Linked DNA regions of Mus musculus: region 1 is linked to region 2. The links are chromatin contacts, called in public HiChIP or PLAC-seq maps. All regions are on one chromosome and are shown on one strand. Each heading gives the region's core, a stretch centred on a gene start, on an enhancer-like site or on the middle of the called end of the contact. The rest is flanking DNA. Distances are from core to core; before and after follow the strand shown.

Region 1 (5,140 bases), core at 1,175-3,674, 130 kb after region 2:
GCCTATAACATTTGTAGGTGACATTATGATAACAGCGTAGTGTCAAAAGGTTGGACACACACTTAGGGCTAGGGAGGTGGCCAAGTCATTGAGGGACTGGCCACAGAAGTGTGAAGACTTAAGTTCTGTAGTAATTTAAAGGAAAACGCCCCCTGTAGGCTCATAGGGAGTTTCATTATTTGAAAGGATTAGGACAGGTGGCCTTGTTGGAGTAGGTGGGGCCTTGTTAGGGTGGGTGTGGCCTTGTTGAAGGAAGTGTGATACTGGAGGTGGACTTTGGAGTTTTTAATGCTTAAGCCAAGCCCAGTGTCTCTCTTCCTGCTGCCTCCTGATACAGACATGGAACTCTTGGCTCCTCCTCCAGCAACATGTTTGCCTGTGTGCCTCCACACTCCCCGCCATGATAAGAATGGACTAAACCTCTGAACCTATAAGCCAGCCCCAACTACCCCCAATTAAATGTTTTCCTTTATAAGAGTTGCCATGGTCATCGTGTCTTTCTACAGCAATAGAAACCCTAATTAAAACAACAAGCACCATTCCCAAAACCCACTTAAAAAGCTGGGTATGCTGATGATGTACTTGATGGGGAGGCAGAGACAGAATGGTCCTGAGCCAAGTAGGCAGACAGCCTACTAGGCAAGCTCCAGGCCAGTTAAAGACTTGGTCTCACACCCAAGATTGTCATCAACCTACACAGAGAGAGAGAGAGAGAGAGAGACAGACAGACAGACAGACAGAGACAGAGAGAGAGAGGCAGGCAGACAAAAAAAAAAAAAAAAGGAGACCTCTGAACTGTAGTTCCTTCTAGATTGCCAATTCCAATGCAACCACACCTTTTCCAGTCCTGCCCATCTCTCAGTCCCCCTACCCAGGGCAGTGCCTGGCACACAGGACACCTTCAGAGAGAATGAAAGAGCCAGCTTCCCCTGTTAGAACAGAGCTTCACTCATCGTGTGGAGACAGACTTGCACGGCTTCCTTGCTACGCAGCTCACTCACGGAAGCACAAGCAAATGAGAGAGAGAGAGAGAGAGAGAGAGAGAGAGAGAGAGGCTGATCCAGGAGAGAGAGGCAGGCTGAGCCAGGGTCAGTGCGAGGAGATTCTGTGGGGAGAGGACTTTGCTCAGGAAGAGGTCAGTAAGGAAGAAGAACAGTGGCGGTGGCTGGGAAAGGCTCATACACGGAGTGGGAGAACACATGCAAAGGCATGAATTACCTTCCCGGTCGCTTGTCTCCAGCACGGAGGAAACAAGGAAGACTCTCCAGCCCACACATCCACAGGGACAGGAATTATTAAGCACAGGGTTCCAGACAGGCAGGGTTGGCCCCAGGATAAGAAAGCTTCCACCTGCCTAGCAAAGAGAGGAACAGGGCCTTGGAGACTTCTAGAACATGGAAGTCCGAAGGGGACACCCATCCCTAGTCAGAACCGCAGGGCTAACCTGGGGTAATGTCCACCATCTGGGTGATCACTGGTCCTGGTTAGCTGGGCACTTTTTTAGTACTAAGCTCAGATGAATATTCTGTCTGAGGCGAATTGAGAACAGCTGACCAACCACTTCCACCTTCCTCTCCCCTCCCGAGGTCTGCCCGTCCCCTCCTCTCTCAGCCACTCGCAGAGTCCTGCAGCCTGCGGTATGCTCTCAGAGGCAGCCAGAAACCAAGCAGCTTGTCCTGGGGACCACAAGGGATGCCTTCACTAGGGACCAATGCCTGGGTGTCCCCATCTCTAGCAGATGCACAAGACCCTGGCTTAGTTCATCCTGCTTCTAAAGACAGCTGCCTCTGATCAGGCATTGCCTCCTGCGAGCTCCCCGAGGCCTCCTCCCAAGCCTGATTTGACTTTCAGAGTGACGCTGCCCAGCAAACACCCAATCAACTGAGGAGGCAGCATCCCTGAGGACACACCCACCTCCACAACACAGAGAAAACCAAAGCTAGCAGAGCATGCTGCCCATGCCTGAAATCCCAGCACTTGGGAGGCTGAGGCAGGAGGATTGCCACAAGTTCAAGACCAGCCTAGGTTAAAAAGCCATTATCAAGTCAGGGCTACACAAGACTTAAAAACTTAGAAACAAATAAAACAACACATAAAAAATTAATAATCACCATACTATAAAGTGAAATTTGATGCTGAATTTTAAAATACAAAACACCAAGGTTAAATCTTGCCAGAGATTTATCTCCAGTGTTCGCTTCACAGCACCTGGAAGACAACATTCTTCCAAATGGACATTCCACAATCCTGGTTTTAGAACCTTCTGGAACCTTCCTCACCTGTCCAGAAGAAACTCAGAAAAACATGATCCTTCCCAAATGTTTGTCTGTAGGCTGGAGTCTCTAAATTGGAACTCTATGTGAAGATACGCCCTCAGTCTGGAGCCACGCCTAGCTGTGGGACCCCTCAACAATGCTGGTCCTCCAAGACTGCCAGGCACAGCAGGAAGGAGATATGAGAGCCCTCACCCCAGGGTAAAGGCGATGATTAAATTAATCCCTGTCAGCAAGCTCCCAGATCAACGGGATGTAATCTCCCGCAGGGCCCTGCAAGGGCATTGTTCGGAAAGAGCTGGGTATTTGCTGAGCAAATGAGCAAATAAGTTATCTAACCCTAGCTCCCAGTCAATCAGCAGTCACAGCACTGAGACCTGCTTCAGACCATTGTGGCTGGACTCAAACTCATGGCGATGCTCCTATCTCAGCCTTCCAACACACAGGGACTACAGGTATGAACCATGTTCAGTCCTGGGAACCCACAGGGTTCTACCCTGCAGCTCAGGGCTCCTGAATGACCAGTTTACTGTGTTTCGGGAAAGTACCAGGCCCCTGTGGGCACTGAAGTCTTGTAATATCGTCACCAAATTTACAGGACAATAATGGCTCCAGGGAAAGATCTTGACGACCAGATAGAGCATCTCAGAATGCTTTGGGGAAGAGGCAAACACATCATGTTGAAAGAATTCTCCACGCCAATCCCAAGGGCTGACGTAAAGCCTCCTGGGAAACTCCTTTGTTAACCCTCAACCACTCCAGTGTAGCCTAGCTCCCTGGAGTGTCCTGGGTCCTCAGCACCTGAGGTGAGGTTTCCTTCAGGGTGTCGGCCCCACCCTTCAGCCACGTGTACACAGGACATGCCCGGACCTGCACGTGCTCAGTCTCCCCAGCATGGGGCAGGGTTGCCAGGGGCCCTGCAAGCCTGCCTCAAAGCCATGAAAGAAGCCGGAGCCGACCACAAAAAGTGCAGATGGTTGCTTCATTCACTCCTGACTTACATTTATATTAAAGGGAAACTTTGTATCTTTCCCTCAAATGAGGAAACAGGATCAATGGTGAGTCTATTACACATCCTAAGAAATTAGCCCGCTGGACAGACACACACCCAAGAACTTCTTCTGTTTGCACAGAAGTCTTCACCTTGATAGAGAGTGAAGGAAGTAACAGAAAGAGGACACATTAGTGCCACCCAGAAGTGTCCCCAACTGTCCCAGGCCAACCCAGGGCTCTCAACTATCCCTGCCCATCAGGATTGCCTAAGAGTTTCCAGAAGAAACAACCTCACTTCCAGAGACTTCTAATTCTACTGGCAACGCAAGTGACCATGAAAACATCCTATAAACAGAATTGTTCAAAGAACCAGAAAGGGCCAGGGATGTAGGTCAGGGAGCAGAGAGAGTTCTTGGGTAGCACACACACAGCCCGGGGCTCAATTGCCAGCACCACCTATACCAAATGTGGTGGCGGCACACGCCTGTAATCCCAGCACTTTGGAGGTGGAGGCAGGAGGAGCAAGGAAGTCAAGGTTGTCCCTGTCTACGCTCTGATGCCTTGAGCTTGTAATACCCCTGTTCTGAGTTCTACATCCAGAACCAGGAAGATCAAGGCTGGAAACCAGACAGCAGGTCAGGATGTGATGTGCTGGGTCCCACTGTAGAGACCTTGACACTCCCCACACCCAGGTCTATTCCATAAGAGAAAAAGACAGCTGTGATTAAGGAATGTAGCCTGCATCCTGTCACCTGAGCTGAGGGCAGAGTCACCTGCAGCTGTGCCAGCTCAACTCTCTGCAGGTGCAGTGGGTGGAGGAGGCAAAAATGCTCAGCTACCTGCGGCCTTTCCTTCAGGCTTGGGAGCACCCTCCTCCAGATTTGGGAGCACCCAGGAAAATGGGGAGAGGTGCCCTGAGAGGATGGATGTTCAGGGGTCAGGGAAGGTGTGGCCAGCCCCCCAGGACAGGTGAGTTAGCCCCGTAGGAGACAGCCAAGATATACTGCAGGTGAGAGAACCAGGATTCCCACCAGATCTGTCAGATTGTACCTCAGGCCCAGGAGGAGGAGAAAGAAACTGATTAAATAGAAAGCAGAGCCGACCTTTGCATAGAAAGAGAGATGATGTAAGAAGTACTTTGCTCTGTGGGGTAACCAAACAACCTGATGACTCCTGGCCTCTTGGGGTGGGGGTGGGGGTTCATGACACAGACCCAGCCAGATGACTCTGCAGGTAAGGGGGCCTACTACCAAGCCTGACAAACCTGAGTTCCATTCTCTCAGACCCACATGGTAGAAGGAGAGAACAGGTTTTCCAGGCAGTGCACGAAGTCATCCCTGATACACTGTCCCCCCCCAACCCACTGAGCTTCCCTGACTCCAGGCTACCACCCCCTGGGGTGGCCGATGTTTATGGCACCTTCTTACCCACCAAACTGTTTCCACAGAGCAGGGATGTGTCCCTGGCATCTTGCTACCCATTCCAGCTCAGTCAAGGTCAAGTACATCGAAGGAATGCAGTAGTCCAGGGTATGTGGGTTACAGGGCGGAAGAGCCCAGATCCCAGCCACAAACACGTGTCTCTCTGGCTTCCAGACCACAGCCAGCTCCTGCTAGGAGCTTCATGACTAATCTTGCCACTTCCTGTGGGTGACAAACACAGGAACTGAGGGCCATCCTCAGTCCTCGTCACTAAAGCCAAGAACTCACCCAGGGATAGTCAGCCTGGACACCTGGGTGATCTTACACAGAGAAGCGGGAATAAGGGAGGCCTCCAGAAAGAACTTTAATATATATATATCCATTCCTTAAAATCAGCTCCAAGCAACGTTGAGCTTGAAGTCCATAAATAGGCAAGCAAATTACACGATCAGG
Region 2 (5,441 bases), core at 713-3,212:
TTTATGTAGGTAGCAATTACCTGAGGTGTACCCACAACTAAAAGCATGCTAAGCTTACGCTTAAAATCAGTCTATGTCATACATGTAATACATATGTAATACATATGACATTTGAGATACATGATTTGAAGTTGGCCTCTTACTAACAGAATCCATTGCTGTTCAAATTATAACTGATATTTTGCCTGAAAGTGTGGTCACCTCAAAGCGAGGAGCTGAGACACCCCTCTAGCCCTTCAAGAACTGTCGCAAATCATGCTGTGTAGTCCCATCTCTCTGCCTCACTTCGCCGCCTGTTCCTTTACAATAATTGAGCTCTACCAAGGGACCTGATCCTACAAGAATAATTGTCTGTGGCAGATAGTATGTGCTCATTAAAATGCCTAGTGATTGCCTAAGGTACATGAGACACACCAGATCTGACAGCCCCAACCAGATACCATCTCAGCAATGGTATGCTGCCCACCCCAAACCAAACCCAAGCTCTCTCCATCACTGCAGCTCTGAGCCTCCTCCTTTGACACAAATCACAGTAGCTGTACAGTAGCAGAATCCAGAGCTGCCAGTGCAGTGCCCACTCCCTGAGCCGCCCGCTGGCTCCTTTTCAGGTCACCTCTGCAGACCTGCACTGTCCTTGCCAAACCTCAGTTGGAGAGGGCCACGTGAGCTCCCAGAAAACATTCTCTCAGGTGTAATGTTTAATCTAGACTCTTCCCCCCCACCCCCCGCAGGGGCTCCCTGCCCTGCTGGCAAAAGGGACACCCACAATCCTCCTGCCCCACCTCTGTCCAGACCTTCCAGTTGGATCCTGGCGAATTCAACCTTGGACTCTTCTTCAGCCCCGAGTCAGTAGGGGAAGTGGCTTAACCCAGCCTCACCTGTGCATGGGGCCAGGTGGGTGAGGAGGCCGGAAGTGGATTTATGTCCAATTCTGCAAAGCTCCCATAGGAGAGAGGGGGCTCGAAACACACTCCACCCACAGGGCTTGAGAGCAATGCCTTTTGCGAGTGGGAGGGGTGGGTCTCTTTTCCTTAAGAGCGCTCTCTCTCTCTCTCTCTCTCTCTCTCTCTCTCTCTCTCTCTCTCTCTGTGTGTGTGTGTGTGTGTGTGTGTGTGTGTGTGTGTTTGCTAAGTTTCCACACCCAATACTTTCTTTTGGAAGATACTTCATAGTCATAGGTGGCAGAACCACAGAGCCCAAGTCTGACACACGGGCCACCAGGAGTTTCTCTTTCATCTTGTCAACCGCCTCAGGCAAGGGGGTTTAGTTCCAGCCCCTCCCTAGTCTGTGGGGCTGGGTAGAGAAGGTCTTCTGAACCTCACTCAGTTCACTGGAGTCCTCAGCGTGCCCCCATCATCCAGAGCCTCTCGGGACTGACGCTGTGCCCCACTCCAGGTCCCCAGCCCCATAGCTACTTCGGAAGAGCTTTAAGTCTGGCTTGTGCGCACACAGCACACAGTGGCACTTTCTCCTGGCCCTGACCCGGGCCACCGCCCCCCAAGACTCCACGTACAAACTTCTCTAAACTACCGGAGGCGGTAGGAGGGGGGTGATGGTCCCCTGCTGGGAATGGGGTGCACACACGCGCGTGCCCACACGCACACGCGTGCACACACACGCCCACGCACCGCCCCACCCCCTGAGCTCTGCAAACCCGGCGCAGGCCAGCCACACCGGCTCCGGGGCGCACGGGGGGAACCAGCCGGGCCCACGCTTGGTGGATACGGGCCCTCCGGGGAGGCCGGGGCCGCGGTACCTTGCAGGTTTTGCACACGGATGTCGCTGATCTGCCCGATGAGCTCCTCGCGCTGGAACCAGTCCCACTCCTGAGCAGCCATGGAGCGCGCGCGGCGGGCCGGGGCGGCGGGCGGCGGGCGGCGGGCAGCGGGCAGCGAGAGGTGGGCGGCTAGCGCGGGGCTGGTGGGCGGGCGAAGGGCCGGCCCCGCCGCGGGCGGACGGGCTGGCGGGCGGGCGCGGGCGGCGGAGCGGGGCGCCCGGCGCGCGCTCACTGCCCGGCGGGGGCGGGGGCCCCGGGCGGGAGGGAAGAGGGCGGGGCGGGGCGGGAGGAGCCGGCCTCAGGACAGTCCTTTTTTTTTTTTTTTCCTTTTTTTTCCTCCCCCACCCGCAGGGTGGGTGTTGGTTGGATTGTTTGGTCGCAAACGCACAATGATGAGGCACAGGGGGGTCGCAGCCCATAGATTGTGATGTCTTGAGGGGGTGGGCCTGGTGACGCAAGCCAGGGTGCCCCTAGCGCTGGTCCAGGATGTCTGCCCCTTCCCTATCCTGTCCCTTCTAGTCGCAGTAGGAACTCCTCCTATGCCTGGATCATCTCCCTGCTAAAGGCAGCTAAACCCTGTCCATCTCTGATCCCAGGACCATGGAAAGTGAGTGATGGGCTAAGTGATGTGGAGATGGAGTTTCCTATAGAGCAGGAGTTGGGGGCAGCGGGAGTGGGAGGGGGGATCCTTTCTTGGTTTAAGAGTAAAGGCCACTTCCGGTTCTCTCCAGCTGTTGGGAGAAACAGCTCTCCTCCCAGAAATGGGTTCCTTTGGGGTCTTGGCCACAAGAAATCTGGTGCTTTATCGAAACCCCAAGGACAGGCTGGGCAATGGCTCAGGTGGTTCCCTGCTTGCCTCGCACGCAGGAAGCCTTGGGTTTGATCCCATGCGCAACATAAACGGGGTCTTTGCATAATCTGTGGTCCTAGCACTCTGGAGATGGAGACAGCAGGAGAAGTTCAAGGTCATTCACAGCCACCTGGATGAGTTTAAGGTCATCCTGGGATACCTGAGACAGAACAGGCCTTTGTGGTTCCCACTCTGGGCCCCTGTGTCTTTTAACCTGAGAATTCTGGAGCTTATCTTGTTTGGGGCTCCACAGGGCCTGTGTACTTGCAGCCAACTCCTTTATCGGTTAGCCAACAGAAAATCTGGGAGTTTGTCTAAAGTGAGGAATGACTTAGGGGTACACAAGTCCCAGTGTCTTGCTCTCTGTTCAGATCCTACCTACAAGAAAACCAAGTATGCCATTGGTAGGATGAATGCCCAGAGGGAGAAAGTGCGCAGAGCTCTCTGAGTATGGAGACTCACCGAGGCCTGCTGACCATTGCCATGTCTGTGGAAAGCCCAGCAATGAGCAAGCAAAGATGAAGGCCACAGACATGTCTCCTGGGAGAAGCGGGCCCTGGGGGGGGGGGGGGCAATGAGAAGACCCTTAAGTCATTTGTGTTTAACCCAATAACCAGCTGAGATGACAATCCCAGATCAAAGTGATCTTCAGAAAGGGGGACATTGTCAGCTGAGGGCAAGGAGCCAGGGTGGAGGTAACATCAGCAAGGGTCCCATAAAGCCTGACCCTGAAGCTGAGACTAAAGGAAGGGAGAGGCCCACCTCCCCAACCCCCCAGAATCCAACCCCCAGGACCAGGCATCCACCCAGCAGAGTAGATCATGATCTCAGTGCAGATCATGGGTGTCTGAGGCTCTCACTAGACCACTCTGTCCCTGCCTGGATTCAAGGTTACGCTATAGAGCCAGGTCCAGTTAACATGCATGGTCTCACCTCTCCTCCACAAGGCATCCCACTTGAATTCGATTTCTATCTTTGCTGTGGGTTGAAAATCATTTCCTTCACAAAGCCAAGTGCTAAGAAAGTCAGCTTCGTTGTCTCCATTGTGAGATGGCCAATAGAGAACTTGACTCAAAACAGTATGTGGTTGAAAAATGATCAGAAAGGACGGGCTATCTGTGATGCCTATTCTTGGGAATGACGGGGAAGGAGGCCTGAGTCACTGCTGATTAAACACCAACTGTAAACCTGATGTTTCTTTGAATCAAAATGGAAGGAATTTTAGGTGGTTTTCCAAATGGCCTGGGAGCCAGAACTCACTGTGAAGCTGAGCCCTAACAGCACCTGGATTGTCACTGAATGAATAGGATCTCCTACAGGACCTCTAAGGGCGTTGGGAGCACACCTGGTCTCTCTCATTGGTCCTTGGGCTTATACCCTCACCTGTCAATTATAGTACTCCACTTCGATCTATCGCTACAAGTTGCTGCAGGTCCTGGCTATCACCAGGGCTTGTGGTCTGGTGCGCTCTGTCCCTCTTGGATTCATGTTTGGAAGCCTGCCCAGCCAGCATGGTGATTTCAAGAGGCTATGAGACCCTAAGAGGTGTGGCCTCCTGAGGGGTCTTAGGTCTCAGAAGGAATTAAAGTTGTTGTCGTGGGACCCCAGCTGTTGTCACAAGACCAAGTTACCACAGAACAAGTAAGCTGGGGTATCAGAGGGTTGTAGTAGCACTTACCTGCTATGCACAAGGTCCTAGATTCCAAACCCAGCACCACCAAGGGTGATCCCTCCAGCTCCCTTGCTTCCTGGTTTGTGGGCAGTCTCTCCCTGTCACTCAATCCCACCATGATGTCACCACTGCAGTGAGAGATTGCCAGGAGCCTCATCGTGACCGTGGCTATGCCACATGCACTTTAAGCCCTTTCAAAATGGAACAAAACTCCCATTTGTTAGTCACAGAAACAGAACATGGACCGATAAACATGTCACCTCCAGGCCTTTACCTAACTCGTCCCCTGTGACACAATCCCCGGCTCCTCCCTTTCTCAGCTTATGCCTCCTGAATCCCACTCACCTCAAGAGCACCTTCTCCATCACCCTGGCCTGCTGGGTGACTGACTGGTGCCAACCTGGCGCTATTTGGTATACCCTCCTAAACCCTGCTGGCCCATGTCTACACAGCATGAGCATAACATTTCCTTAATGGCTTTTCCTCAATCACCCATGAGGTCCTAAAGAACACAGCCGAGTCTTAGCCATTTTCTCCACTTGACCCTGAAGCACGGTGCCTGGCACAGAGGAAGGTCTCAAGTACCACACACATGAATGGCCCTTATTGTAAGCTTGGAAAGCAGAGGATTGCTGTGACCAACAGCTGGCCTTCATGACCGGGTCCAAGCAAGCTTCTGAGAAGGCAATCAAGACATGTTTGCTTAGCTCTCATGGCAAAGCACACCCCGTGGAGAAACAGGCACCAGTGCCAAGAGAGGACTACCCCTTCCTCAGGCACGTCCAGCCTTCTGGAGGGTGTGGACTTTGGGGGGAAAACTGGGCATTTGGCCTCTCGCATGATTGAACATCTCTCTCTCTCTCTCTCTCTCTCTCTCTCTCTCTCTCTCTCTCTCTCTCTCTCTCAGACATTTTTGGGAAAGGAAAAGTACTCTGCCTACAGGCTTGGCTTCCTGGAAGTTCCCAGCAACTGATTTTTCTAGATGTTTCCCAGTTCTTCCAGAATCTTGGTCATTGTGTAAAACTGACTTTCTCCTGAAGGGAAAGACTTGGGAGGATTGCAGAGACCTACCTGGCCCCTGCTCCTGGGGACTGATTAATGCAGGCAGGAAGGGTAGATACAGGTTTCCTTCTGTGGTCCAG

What was found. HiChIP or PLAC-seq counts read pairs in DNA pulled down with a chosen protein or histone mark.
Region 1: a contact with region 2 is called in an H3K27ac HiChIP or PLAC-seq map of extraembryonic endoderm stem cells. The contact joins the promoter of Syne3 here to the promoter of Clmn in region 2. A contact is called at or near these places in 3 of 39 promoter capture datasets (cranial neural crest, hippocampal neurons and liver), 2 of 484 Hi-C or Micro-C datasets (embryonic fibroblasts and liver), 1 of 115 datasets of contacts at active chromatin or transcription factors (extraembryonic endoderm stem cells) and 2 of 9 other capture datasets (adipose tissue and pancreatic islet).

The regions. Positions count from the first base shown.
Region 1 is chr12:104,996,253-105,001,392 of GRCm38.p6, forward strand. It overlaps Syne3 (spectrin repeat containing, nuclear envelope family member 3), which reads right to left and starts at 2,425. Exons shown (of 19, transcript NM_001042699.2): 1 at 2,280-2,425; 2 at 1,219-1,350.
Region 2 is chr12:104,863,114-104,868,554 of GRCm38.p6, forward strand. It overlaps Clmn (calmin), which reads right to left and starts at 1,963. Exons shown (of 14, transcript NM_053155.2): 1 at 1,757-1,963. The coding sequence starts at 1,838.